2 separate regions of the Mus musculus genome follow, and region 1 is linked to region 2. A link is a contact called in public promoter capture Hi-C data. All regions are on one chromosome and are shown on one strand. The core of a region is the stretch at or near the end of the contact, and the rest is flanking DNA. Distances in the headings are between cores, read along the strand shown.

The links. Promoter capture Hi-C pulls out the DNA fragments that hold promoters and counts their contacts.
Region 1: a contact with region 2 is called in a promoter capture Hi-C map of neutrophils, with 2.8 times the contacts expected there. The contact joins the promoter of Slfn4 here to the enhancer-like site in region 2. A contact is called at or near these places in 7 of 39 promoter capture datasets (the 3T3-L1 cell line, embryonic stem cells, hippocampal neurons and 3 more), 1 of 115 datasets of contacts at active chromatin or transcription factors (CD8 T cells) and 2 of 9 other capture datasets (adipose tissue and liver).

The regions. Positions count from the first base shown.
Region 1 is chr11:83,169,564-83,176,526 of GRCm38.p6, forward strand. Slfn4 (schlafen 4) reads left to right here and starts at 5,623. Exons shown (of 8, transcript NM_011410.3): 1 at 5,623-5,830; 2 at 6,000-6,081; 3 at 6,265-6,350; 4 at 6,514-6,963.
Region 2 is chr11:83,081,550-83,088,635 of GRCm38.p6, forward strand. No RefSeq gene overlaps it. Among named protein-coding and RNA genes, the nearest start is that of Gm20234, 17 kb to the left of the region's middle. Within about 2 kb of position 1,397, at least 26 of the 459 cell types and tissues checked have an H3K27ac peak or open chromatin away from gene starts, as enhancers often do. A contact at or near this core is called in neutrophils, where this site is marked.

The DNA of each region.
Region 1 (6,963 bases), core at 4,373-6,872, 92 kb after region 2:
TGGTGGGCCATCCTCTGAAAACTCACTTGCTTGCCATTACCTTTCCTACATGGCTGTGCCATTAACCCACCATGTTCATATATTGAAGCCTCAGTGTGCAAATGGGTCAACTGCAGAAGTAAGCAAGGTTCAACCAAGCCAGAGAGTAAAAGAACACATGGACCAGTGTCCATATCAGATGGCATGTTGAGCCTGTTGCTTCCTATGTCCCTATCTGCAAAGGTTCATGGGAGCTCACAGTGACTGACAGTCAAGTCAAGTGATCTTTGAATGACCCTTGCTTTGCTTGAGTCTTGGTCTTGGACTCCCTGTGTGAGAATTGTGGGAATTTCTGTTAAGCCTTGCTGTCTATGGTATCTACCTACTGTACCACAAGAACAATAGAATTAGAGTACTATGATTATTCTTCTAAAAAAATGTCCCCTGACACTTTGCTATGTCAACTAAGATGCAGGAGTAGCTCAGTGATAGAAGGCATGTTAGCATGTGCTAGCCCCTATTTAGCCTCTAGAAGTAAAAAATAAAAACTCTGAAGGTTTTCATTTATCAAATGCATTTATTTATGTGTGTGTGGGGGTGGGTGTTGGGGGGGATTATGTGTATATGTGTGTGACTTTCCTTCAAGACATGGTCTAGAATTTCCTTCAGTGTTTTCCATATTATTGGTTTGTATTAAGGGAGTATTTAAGATTTGCCTGTTAAGAAAAACAAGGCTACATAAAAATGGCCTGCAATAGTGTTGAAAACTTCTTGTAGGTAAAAACAAACAAACAAAAAACCAAAACACTACCTTCATTGCATCTGGGGAAAGATGATTATTCTACATGTAAGCCTCACTTGGCTACATTGTAGTACAAAGCCTTAGAGTAGATATGTTGCTAACTCTCAGTAAAATCACACTGTGATGTTTGGACAGTGGCCAGCTGCCTCAGTATCATCCTGACAATGAGAAGAACCAGATCACTTAGCTAAAATGAGCCTCCTAGGGCTTATGGAAGATGCCAATGATAGCCACAAGGAACAGAGTTCTGAGTATCCTGTCATGAGTCTTCATGAGCGGTAGGTACCATGCAGGTGGCTACTCAGGGCACACATACAAGATGCATGATGGGAATGGAATGCTGATGACTTAGCCTGGAACATTCTGGTCAGTGCCCTTCCTCAGGATTTCCAGAGCCAATGTATGCTGCTCTACCTGGCGGTGCAGGGCTGGCTTCCCTCCATGGTCTCCTAGATGTTTTAACCCAAGCTTAAAGTCTATGTAGGAATACTCCTCTATTCTAGACCATTTGTGCAATAATGTTCACGATTTCACTCTGGTGACTTCTAGGAGGTCACTTGGTTTTTCTTCTAACCTTCAGACCTGTATCTCTCTCCAGTAAGGAATACTCCCTGTGGTGATGTTATTCAAGGGCCTCACAGGATTCTCCAGTCTGGCCCTGGATACTCAGATCTTGAACTTATAAAATCAAGCACCACACTTTAATCTGCATAACTGGAATGCTGCCTATGGAGCTAGATGCTGCTGCTGCCACTGTCAAGATGCCCGATGTCCACAGAGATGTCAGATGACCTCAGTGGCTCAGCAGGTTCCCAACAAGCCTTTAGTGGCATGAATGAGCATAACCATCATGACCAACTCACTTTGGGTGTGACAATCACCCCCAAAGTTTGCCAGTCAATCACCCACTCCTCCTCCTCTCAAGGACCTCCTGGATAGCGCTGTTGTCTTCTCTGACCAATGCTTTCTAAGATAAAGAGGTGATCCTTCTGGCATCTGAGACACAGCTCCTGCTGTTGAGTAGACAGAACTGGAGGATCTGGAATATTTATGTTTGCTTGTGTTTAAATTGTTTTTAGCCAACACATAAAATAATGTACTGGTTACAGCTTCCCACACGATGGCCATTGTACTAACAGTCACCTCCTCTTTTTCCTACCCTCTTCTTCCTCTTCTCTTCTGATGGTTACCTTATTCATCCCACAGTCGCCCTCTGGTGTCCATGAATATGCGTGTATATACAGATCTGGATTCTGCAAATTAGAGAAACATGGAATACTTGTCATTGTTATAAAAGCACTCAAAACTCTCAGGGACAAATCTGAAACACATCTGAGTTACAGGATAGCAAAGAACTTCCGGGAGACCCATTTTTGGTCTTTTTTTGCTGTTTGCCGGCAGCCGTTTTCAGCACCAGGCTATGCATGTTGTGGCCAAGAGGAATCTGGCTCAAGTTAATTTTCTGAGTTGCAACACCTAAACCCCAGATTCAAGTTCAGAGATTCAGTCCATTATCATCAAGGCAGAAACATGGCAGCATCCAGGCAGGCATGGTGCAGGAGGATCTAAGAGTTCCACATCTTCAACTGAAGGCTGCTAGCAGAATCTCATGTCCTCTCTTTAAAACCAGGGCCACCCATCAGTATTTAAGCATGGACAAGCTACCAGGAACCACATCTCAGGACAGAAATGACTACCCTCCTGCTGGATAGTTTTATGCCAACCTGACACAAGCCAAAGTCCTCTGGGAAAAGGAACCTCAATTAAGACGTTGTCTCCATATGATCAGGCTGTAGGGTCTCCTGTGAAACATTTTCTTAATGATTTGGGGAGAGGGCTCTGCCCCATTGTGGGGACCATCTCTGGACTGATGGTCCTGGTTTCCATTAGAAAACAGGCTGAGCAAACCATGGAGAGCAAGCCAGGAAGCAACACACTTCACTGGCCTCTGCATCAGCTCCTGCCTCCTGGTTCCCATCCTGTTTGAGCTTCTTTCCTGGCTTCCTTTGATAATAAACAGTGATATGGAGGTGTAAGCCAAATAAACCCATTCCTCCCCAAGTTGCTTTGGCCATGGGGTTTCATCACAGCGATAGCAACCCTAACTAAGACACTGCCCTTCCTTCAGCCATCAGTTGCCAACAGTTTCTCTAGGATGGAACCTCATCATTTCCTCCTCTTGTTAGTCTCTTGTATTTCTCACTTTCTCTCTCTCTCTCTCTCTCTCTCTCTCTCTCTCTCTCTCTCTCTCTCTCCCTCCCTCTCGCTCTCTCTCTCTCTCTCTCTCTCTCTCTCTCTTTCTGTGTCTGTGTGTGTGTGTGTGTCATGCTAAGCACACATTTTACCACTATTTTCCAGCTCCATCTCTCAAATAATTTGTATCTTTGTCTCTACACAGTTTAACATTATGTCTACCTTTGCCAATCTTGCTTCACACTCTTTTATAAATGTTTCATTTCCTCCTTGTTCAGCTTCACCATTTTCCAATGGAATCTGCAAGAAATTTGTCCAAGTCTTTCTGCTCTGGGTAGGGATGGAGCTTAGAGGTAGATGATTTACCAAGTATGTATGAAATCTGGTGTCTCAGTTCTCTCACATATGAGCTGTATATTTGCATGTATATCATGAAGGTAGAAAGAGGGTAATTAGGGGAGGGGACAGATCTAAGGGAGTATAACGGGGCACAATTCAATGTGTGAAAACTGCAAGAGCACTCCTTTATTTTTGGCATTAACTAAAGAGCATTAACAATCAAAAAAGTAAAATAAAGCCAGCCAGGCATGGTGGCACAGGCTTAGGGTGCCAACACTTGGGGGTGGGCATGTCCTTGTTGGTGACACAGCCAATTCAAGCACAGCCATGGACACCTGAGACCCTGTCTCACAACCAAAGAAACCAGTGAATAGAGTTTAGGGTTCACACAAACATTTTTTTGCCCCATTGCTCTGCAAGGGAGTTAGTGTTTCTCTGACACAGTGTCTCAGTCTGAAGCCAGAGCTCGTGAACCTCACATCGTCTGTAAAATGATGAGCATTGCCTAACAGGAAATCGCCCTTGCTCGTGGAAGGGCGGAGACAGAGGAGTTGGGAGGGTTGTGCTTTCCTTCCCGAGGAAATGGAAACTCTCAAAGGTGAGGAAACATAAATGAAACTAAGGCTCCACCTTATTCCTGAACTTGTGGTACCACAAAAGCACAGAATGGAGCTGTGTCTTTCTCAAACCTTCGAGCCTTTTCAGTCAGAGTCTGGCTCCTGAAGAAATCAGGCCCTCTGGAGCAATCTCCTCTTTCAATACTCCAACACTGTAGGATTGTTTTGTTAAATCCCTAGGCAAATTGTTTGCTCAAATTCTTTTGGCAAAGGGAAACAGATTCATATAGAATTATAAATATTTTGGATGGCAGGAGTTGGTGAATGTATGTAACTCGGCCATAGCAGGCACTGGAGCATACACGTTTATTTTCTGACAGGGCAGCCCCCTACCTGTAGCCTGACAATGAGATTCTCAGCTACACTTTCATTAACAGCCATGTGAGGCAAGGTGGGGTTTGGGTACTGCTCCCCAGATGAAATGATTGACACCACAGAGACCCCAGAGAGCTGGGCATTTCAGCCCCTGACCATTTAAACCCATGGTCCCTATGGGCAGTGGAAGTGAGAGAGTTTAAAGGGATGAGTGTGACCACAACATGCCATTTGCAGTTAGGACAATGTCAAAAGAAACCCAGAATTTGCTAAATATGTATGTACTAAAGCATGCCCCACCACGCAACAAACAAACAAACAAAACAAACTGAAAACAAAGAAACAAAACAGCTTCTGAATTCTTGAGATTGCTCATGAGGTAAAGAGATACACAAACTGTAGTGCCATAATTAGAATAAAAACAGACCCAAAGAAAGCAAAGGCATGGGAGTGTGTGTGTGTGTGTGTGTGTGTGTGTGTGTGTGTGAGTATGTGTGCATGAATGTGCATGAGTGGGTGTGATTATGTCTGTGTATGTGACTGTGTGTTCATGTGTGTGTGTGAAAGTGCAGGAGTGTATTGTGAATGTGTGATTGTGTGAGTATGCGTGAATCAATGTTTTTGTGTTCATCTGTGAGTGTCTGTATAAGTGTGTATGTTCCTGTGTGTGGGTGTCTGTATAAGTGTGTGTGTTTGTGTGTTCCTGTGTGTAAGTATGTGTGTGTGTATGTGTATGTGTGTTCATGTGTGTGAATGTGCATGAGTATATATGTGAATGTGTGTGTTTGTGTGTTCCTGAGTGTGAGTGTTCCTGTGTGTGTTTGTGTGTGTGTTCGTGTGAGTGAATATTTGCATGTGTCCCCTCTGCCTGTGCTAGTGCAACATTCGTCCATGATGCCCCTTTCTTCTTCCAGGACATTCCGGGCTCTCCTCCTCACATCCCTCCCAGTGCCTGCTCTTGGAAGCCCTGGAGCTAAGGCTGCTCTGGGAAGCCTGGTAAAGATAGAGACTCCTTGAAGGAGACAGGAAACTTCATTTTTGATTAAATTTAAAATTTTCCATACAAGGATTTATTATAAATGAGCAAATTTCCCTGACCTTCTCCCCTCCCCCACCTGCTCCTTACACCTGTGCTCTGTGATTTCTAGGTAGTTTCACTTTTGTTTCTTTTCAAAATTTTAAAAAATTAGTTGTTCAAATAAATAAATAAACAAATAAATAAATAAAATGAAAATTTAAAAAATTCGTTGTTCTCTTTGTCAATTCCAGTCACTAGGGCACAAAGCATCTAAGCTTCCGGTTATACTTCCTGGAGTGACGAAATGCTCAAAGTCTCAGAGTGATGACTCAATTTAACTTATAAAACTAGCAAAGAAAGGCGAGGCTTACGCCATTTTACCTCAGCGAGCATTCATAAAGCTGCGAGCATTCATACAGCGGCTGTATCTTGCTTGGTTCCGCAGAATCAGTTGCTCTCCCTCCGCGGTTGAGCTCTGATCACCTTTCCTGCCTCTCTGGGCAAGGGAAAGGCCTGCAAGCCTACTGGTGCTCTGAGCTTCGGGGAACACAGCTTCCAGGACACAGAGTAAGTGAGCCAGTTCCACTGTGACAAACTCAACCCTGCTGTCATTCTCTTTCTGTGCCCACCCAGTGTCTCAGTGTCCTGTCTACTTACTGGCTCTGGGTGGATGTGGGGTAGCAGTTGCCAGCATAGCCCTTCCCTCTCAAGTTAACTCTGGCTGTTTTCCATCTAGGAATCTTGGCTCCTTGGCATCTTCGCAGCTATTCTTTCAAAAACACCGGCTGCTGAGGACTGGAAGACTCTGAAGGCTTGGGGTGAGAGAAAATGGCTTCCCACTTTGAGATGGAGGAGGGAGGGCTTAAAGTTGCTGGGGGAGAGAGCCCATGATGCTTGTTCTGAGGCTGACTAGTGATGTAGGAAGAGGCAGATCTGGCGTGGTATGTTTGGCAGGCTTGTGTGAATCTCTAGAGTCCCTTGCGGGTTCCCTATCCTCTTAGAGACCTGACCCTGTTGAACACTGAGAAAATATGGCTCCGGAAAGGACACAGCCTGGTGTACTCTAGAGCCAGAAAGATGCTTCTGTGTAAGTTTACAATCCAGAAGGTGAGAACTTCCCTTTCTCAAGAGAAGTGCAAAACACTGACCCAGGAGAGAAAGACCGATCTAGGGTTGGGTTGTTTGGTTTTGTTTTTTGTTTTGTTTTGTTTTTTTTTTTTTTCATTTTGATTTGTTCCCCCAAGAAACAGATCCTTCTACTTGGCTCCCTCTGTCTGCGCTGGCTTATCCACCTGCGTTCGGGGCAGAGTAAGGACCTCTGAACATCATCTCCTTTTCTGCCTGATACAGCTGACAGGCAGCCTGCATTTCCTTCAGAGAGATTTTCCCCCCAGAGTCAATGCTACAATTTGAGAAGAAGGAACTACCTAGTTAAGTAAAACCCAAGGAACCAGGAGGTCTCTGAACCTCACTTCAGTCTTGGAATTTGATGAGTTTTGCTCCCTCCCTTGCATTTAAGTACCATGTCCATACTGAGTGCCTGAAGGTACTGGGTATGAACAGTTTCCATAGTTGAGGTTTTGAACTGAGATGGCCAGTGCCCCAGGCTAGCCCACAGCTCCTGTAAAGGGGACTCCAATGTAGCATCATTGACTTTAAAGTTTCCCAGAGGCCTGAGCATTGTCCTTTTGCACTTTGGT
Region 2 (7,086 bases), core at 147-2,646:
CCTACTCTGGTTTCCCTGATTAGGGAAAGGGTGTTCCCTTGTATATCTGTCTTGGATCTACACTTATTAGCCCAATGTTTTCCACGTTTGCTACTCAGGCATAGCCAGGCTGTTTCCCAGGCTGTCTCTGAGTTGACTTGTTTTCTACCCTGCAATCTTTTGAAAAATGTACAGGCTGACCACATTTAAAACAGGCCTTTTTGTCTCTACTTGCCAAGAAGTCTCTTACTGACTGTCCTTGCATGGCAGCCACCATAGCTAAGCCCTGTTGGTAAGAGGGCCCTATGTCAGAACAGAGTCTGATGTACCCAGTAATGTCTGTCTTCTTCCTGTAGAGTCGAATGGCATTGACAGGCAGGATTGGCATTTTCAAACGCAAGCTGTTTCACATAGTCTACACCTGCCTCTGCATTACCAAAAATCCTCCCTGCTGTTGTCATCAGTCAAAGAACAAAATCAGAAATCTTTCATCAGGCCCTTGTTTGACTGCTGTCAAAGATGCACCAGGGTCTCTCTTTACCAGGAGTTTATGCCAAGCCTTCATAGATTTGTTTTGGATTTGAGTGAATAAGCCTGGGTCATATTGCATCTGGTCATCACTTGAAGCGAATTGTCCTTCTCCCACTAAGGCATCAAAGGACCAAGCATTGCCTGCCTGAGAATTCCTCCTCGTCATCTCTTTTCAATTCATGATACTCTGATTTCCAAATAAGATGGTCACCATCGCTAAGAACTGTTCTTACTAGGGTATTCCAATCCCCAGGAGTCAGCCACTTCTCTGCTGTAGATTCCAGGATTGCAAGAGAGAGTAAAAGGAGCAGTGGCACCATATTGTGACACTGCATTTAAAATTCTTTAATAATTTGGAAATTGAAACCTGTGTGATGTCTCCAAGCAACCTCTTGAGCATCTATGGTCTCTGATACAGGGGAAGCCTCAGCCTCTCCCTCTTCTGGGCTACCTGTGGCTGAATTAAAGCCAGAGGGCAGGGGCTGTCTTTGGACTCCACGTTGAGGAACTCAAGGACCTGGGGGATTTTCTCAGGTGGCTTTGCCCTCCCGAGATGTCTTCCTAGTCTTCAATAATTGTTTAATGAAGTCCTGATAATTAAACAAGTGTTTAATTACATCTTTAAGTCTTCAATTCTTGTTTAATTAAGTCCTGATACTCTTCCTCTAATTCTAGTTGTTGTTTTAGGGCTGAGATTTTGTCCTTCAAAATCCTTTCTAGGATCCAAGACAGCCATCCCTAGGACACCATCGGGTAGTCCAGGGGGTGCAAATGGAAGAGACCTCTGAAAGGAGGGCCATTCACGATCATGATATTTGGCCACCTCTTCTTCCAGGGTATCCCTGTCTGACTCAGAGAACATACAGTGATGGACAATTGCCACAAAGAACATTTCAATGCAGATTATGAAACCCTGCAGGACTATGACCACAGCTTCTGCATTTTGCCATTCCTAGGTATGCTTTTCTGAAATAACCAACAAAGCAATAAGTACTGCTTGCTAAAAGGAAACAAAATCCAGGAGTTTCACACAGAGAAACTTGCTAATGTAAGACCCCAACTCAATGTGTTTCTTGGACCCCTAGAAACGAAGCCCAGCATGGAGTTCTTTGCTCTTTAGCTTTCAGACTGAAAGAAGCCCAACATGGAGTTCTTTGTTCTTTTTTGCCTTCAGCCTGAAAGAACAGTGACCGCTGGGTGACCCACCCAGGCACCTGACCCATTGTGTAAGGGACCAAGAATGTTTACACAACTTCCCTGGTCTTTGTGATCGAATCCTCCCCTCACTTTCCGTGAGAGATGAGCTGTAATTCACCATCCCCATTTTTACGATGTTTACTTAACTTCCCCAGTCTTTGTGATTTTATTCCTTCCCTCACTTTACAGTTCATTCTTTAAAAACCCTCAACTGCAACTGCTGGGGGTCGATCTCCTCTTTCCCTGTGTGGGTTACGATCTTGGCCTCAGCATGCTGATTTCTGATTAAACCTCATGCGATATTGCATCAAGAATGGTTTCTCTCGAGTTATTGGGGCGTCAGCTCATCCTGGGCCTTGTGCGAGGGTCTCCCCGAAATGGGGGTCTTTCACTAACAGGTTGTATAGGGCTACACTTTTCTTTTAGGACTTTGTAAAACATTAGCTGGCAGTACATGGCAAACAGTTGTGATAAACTGCTTAATATAACCAGGTATGTCCAAGCATTGGAGAGACTAAAGTTTCCCTCATTACTTATTTCTTGCCCCATTTTCATTACTATGACTCCCTAGTCTCGACGCGGCAGGTTTCCATGTTGATTACCTTTGTTAGTTAGGTCAACCCTTCTTCCAGTAACGTCCCTCTTGGGGTCTCTCATTCTTGCTGTCCCTGTTAGGGTGCCAGATGACCCGATCCAAGGGTCAGTCAACAGGGTCTGCAAGAGAGAGAGAGAGAGAGAGAGAGAGAGAGAGAGAGAGAGAGAGAGAGAGAGAGGATTTAGGGGCAAGAGATGGGAAGAATGGAGACCACACAGGTTATCTGCTCAAGGGCTCAAGTCTCAAGTTTCAAACTACGAATGGTTACGTCACAGCCCAAATAAAAGGCAGACCTCTCCTGACATCTTTCCCTTTCTCTCTGTCTTCATCTGCCTCCTTTGTCCCCCCCCCCCCCACTGTGGGACATTGGGCTATACACAGATAGTCTGGTCTCCAGTCGAGTTGAGGTTGGAACCCTGGTGAAACTCAGTGGCGTTAATTCCCACCTATATGGGACAGAAGGCATTCCCTTATGTCTCCTGGACCCCTGGCTCCTGTCAAAGTTACCACCCCCACAGCCCCCACAGCACCAACAGGAGAAGTGTGTGGCTAGTAGTCACATGTAGACAATGTCTCAAGCTTCTGACCTTCAGGCTACACTCCTCCCAGTTACCTAGCCCCACTATAAGAGGGCTGTTTGACCCCTCCTCTCCCTCTTACTCTCTTAAGCTTTTACTTTCCTTACTCTCCCTCTTACTCTCTCTCTTTCTTTAACCTTTCTTACTTTCTAGCCTTTCTTCTCTCTCTCCTTTTACCCCTTCTTTCCTCTTGGCCATGGCCAGTCTCTCTCTCTTTCTACCTTTTCTCTTTCCCCCTGCCTTTCTACAATAAAGCTCTAAAACCATAGACTGCCTCTGTTCATCAAGGCCTGCTGTGCTTGGACAATGAGATAAGCTTTCTTCTAATGAGTTGCTTCTAACCTCCCGATGGAGGGCCTTCCTGTGCTCCAGCCATGGACCACCACAACTGCTACCACATGGAATGCTACATCGGTGTCAGTGTCATGTGCCTGCCATCATCAGCATACCCTGTGTATTTCAACCACAGCTGCAACAGCCGTTCCAGTCACTGATGCTCCAGCCGCCACCACTATAGCCGCCCATGCTGCCACGTGAATTTCTGCTACTGCAGCTGTAGACCATTGATTGCTACCTGCCACTGTGGGCCCACAGACTGCTACCACATGAGCTGCTGCTGTGGTCCACCACGTGGGCTAGCTTCTGCCACATGGGGCAAGCCCCGTGGGCCAAACATCATTCGGATGGGCCCACCAACCATATAATTTCACTTTTCCTGATCCTTGACCGCTAAAATTCTCACACAAATATTAGTTGACTGGTAAGGTTTTTCCTCCAGGTGGTGGAGAGGGACCTGATTTCCCAGAAAAGACCTGGCCAACCTCTATGGGCTAAGGGGTTGGCGTTTCACAGCCATGGTCCAGTCTCTTAGCTGACATGCAAGAAAGGACTTCGACCCTTGTGTGATTTTCTTCTAGAAAGTGGTTTCTCACCCTCCACCCTCTTGAGCTCTTGCAGCTGTTCAGAAACACCTAGGCCTAGGTAGAAATGCTTTCTGGTGAGTACAAGAATCACTGTATAGACCCTAGATGGTCCACATGATGACCTGGACTTCTAGCCTGACTTGTATTTGTTATTGAACTTTCTCGGACCATCACCCAATGGGTGCTTCATCTTCTTCGATCGTGCCTCCAGGCTCCTCACTGGAATGCCTCCTGGAAGATTTCTAAAGTTAACACCCGACTTGAGGGTATCAAAGCTAATACACCTCTGCAATAAGGTACCCATTCAGTACCCACTATACAACAGCTCTAAATGGCCACCTAATGGTACATTAGATCCAATTATTTTACAGGATCTTCATACATACTGTTAGCAGTCTGGTAAATGGAAAGAGATCCCCTATGCCCAAGCATTTACCTATCTTTGCTCTAGCCCCTCTCTGTTCCTCTTGTTCCCCAACTCAACTTCTCTTAGCCAGGAAACCTCCACCAGATGATGCTACAACCCTCGATCTAGTTAACAAACTGCCTCCTTTCCACTGCAGACTTGTTTCCATGCCTCCAAAAACCCAAACCACTGCCTCATTTACTTCTTCTCACCAGAGAACCCCAGATCCTCATTCCTCGACCTCTCCAGACCCCTTCCCTCCTCCTGTGCCAGCTGCAGGTCACTCCCATCGCCCTGTATTGGCACCAACCTTCACTCCTCCTATCACTCGCTCTAAGGCCATAGTCAAACCCCCAAGTCCTTTTCCTCCAGGGACTCCTGACCCAGCATCAGCCCTTCCTTTAAGAGAAGTTGTTGGGGTAGATTGCCTTGTCAGAGTACATGTTCCTTTCATGATGAGTGAACTTTCTCAAATAGAAAGCAGACTGGGTTCCTATACCTCTAACTCCTCCACCTTTATTGAAGAGTTTCAGTACATTACTCTGAAAAGGCCAGCTTAGGAACTTTGGGAAGGTCATGAAACACTTGCCCCTCCAGAAGGGAGAGGCTAATTAACATTTCTTAGACCACAGGGTGGGAACCAACCTGCGGGTGGGGACACATTCTGCAGGATGGACTGTTGCCCACCTTCAGACAAGGGAAGTCCTTATCACCTCATTCCCTAAAGACCAATCAGTTTAAAGGGTGCACTATCCCACCAAACATATTGTGCCTAGTTGATGATGCTCTATTCTGCTCCTGGAAACCATATAAAAACTTGGTGAATGGGTGAAGGGGGTCACTGCATCTCCTTTGGGTCTGGGACAACACCAGTGCACTGGAACAATAAATTCCTCTTGATTTTTCAAAAACTCCAAGAGGAAAGAGGACCATCACTCCCAGGTAACCCTCCAGCCAATCACATAGGCTTGGCTATGGAAGACTGAAGAGGCCCAAGCTACCTTGACATGACCATGGCCATCACTAGCAGGGAGCCTCGGGTAGTCATCATGATAGGTGGGCAGCCCATCTCCTTCCTCTTGGACACTGGGGCCACTTACTCAGTCCTGACAGTTTTGGGGACCCACTTAACCCCTCTAGTCTCCCTCTTGTCGGGGTAGGAGGACAACCTTACCTTCTTCACCAGACCCTACCACTTAGTTACATTTTTATGGGTGTACCTCTCACCCATTCCTTTCTTTTAGTGCTAACATGTCCTGTCCCCTTTTGGGAAGGAATCTTCTAGCTAAGTTGGGAGTCTCTATTTCCATTGCTCCTTCCATTTGCCTAAACCCAAACTCACTAGCAGCCCCCTCTGCTCCTTCCTCTAGATAGTCACCCTACTAACCCCAACATGTTGTTTCCTTTACCAGCTTCTCAGGTAGACCCCCAAGTTGCTAAATCCCTCTGTTGCTAAACATCATTCTCCTGTTGTAATCCAATTACTGGACTCTACTAGGTACATAACCCAAGCTCAATACCCTCTCTTTCTCTAGAGCCTCAGGGGACTTAAACCTATCATTTCTTACCTCTTAAGGAAAAAACTCCTTTGCCCTACCTCTTCCCCCTTTAACACCCCTATACTAGCAGTTAAGAAACCTAATGGAACCTATTGCCTGGTTCAAGACCTTAGGCATATTAATTCTGCAGTGGTTTCCCTCTATCCTGTTGTGGCTAACCCTTACACACTTCTTTCCACTATCTTCTCTGGGACTTCTATTTCTCAGTCCTAGATCTCAAGGATGGATTCTTCTTTATCCTTCCTGATGTCCAGTCACAGGACTTATTTGTCTTTACCTAAACAGATCCTGACACCCACTTCTCTACCCAACTGACCTGGACTGTTCTACCTCAGGGATTCTGGAACAGCCCTCACCTATTTCACTAGGCCCTGACTTCTGACTTACTTTCTCTGTCTCTCCCTAAATCTAAGATTGTTCATTATGTAGATGATATCCTTTTCTGTAGCCCTTCTCTAAAAATTAGCCAAGCTGACACCTGTGCTCTTCTGAATATCCTTTCCAGTAGAGGCTACAGGGTCTCACCTTCTAAAGTCCAAATTTCCACTCCTTAGGTCCCCTATCTGGGACTAACAGTTACCCCAACCCACAAGTGATAGAACCCACAACCTTAGATAGAAAGGATCTGATTCAGTTTCTAACTGTTCCTTCTACAAAGCAAGAGATTTTATCATTCCTAGGAATAGCTAGTTTTTTATGTTCCTGGGTTCCTTTCTTTTCCATTTTTCTCACCCCTTATATGAAGCAGCATTAGGCCCCACCCATGAACCTCTTCTCAAACCTGATACCAAGCCCTTTCAAAGGCTCCAACAGGCTCTTCTTAAGGCCCTAGCCTTACATCTCCCTGTTGTAACTCACCCCTTTTCCCTCTATGTAACTTAAAAAGAGGGATTTGCCCTTGGAGTCCTAGGTCACCAATTGGGACCTTCTTTTGCACCTGTGGCATACTTGTTAAGAAAATTGGATCTAACCATCCAGGGATGGGCACCTTGCATTCATACCTTAGCAACTGCTGAACTCCTTATTTGAGAGTCAAAAAAAAAACAAACAAAAACAAAAACAACAAAAAAACAACTAACCTTTGGTCACTGTATTAGTCAGGGTTCTCTAGAGTCACAGAACTTATGGACAGTCTCTAGATAGTAAAGGAATTTATTGATGACTTACAGTCGGCAGCCCAATTCCCAACAATTGTTCAGTCGCAGCTGTGAATGGAAGTCCAAGGATCTAGCAGTTACTCAGTCTCACTCAGCAAGCAGGCGAAGGAGCAAGAGCTAGAGCTAGACTCCCTTCTTCCAATGTCCTTATATTGTCTCCA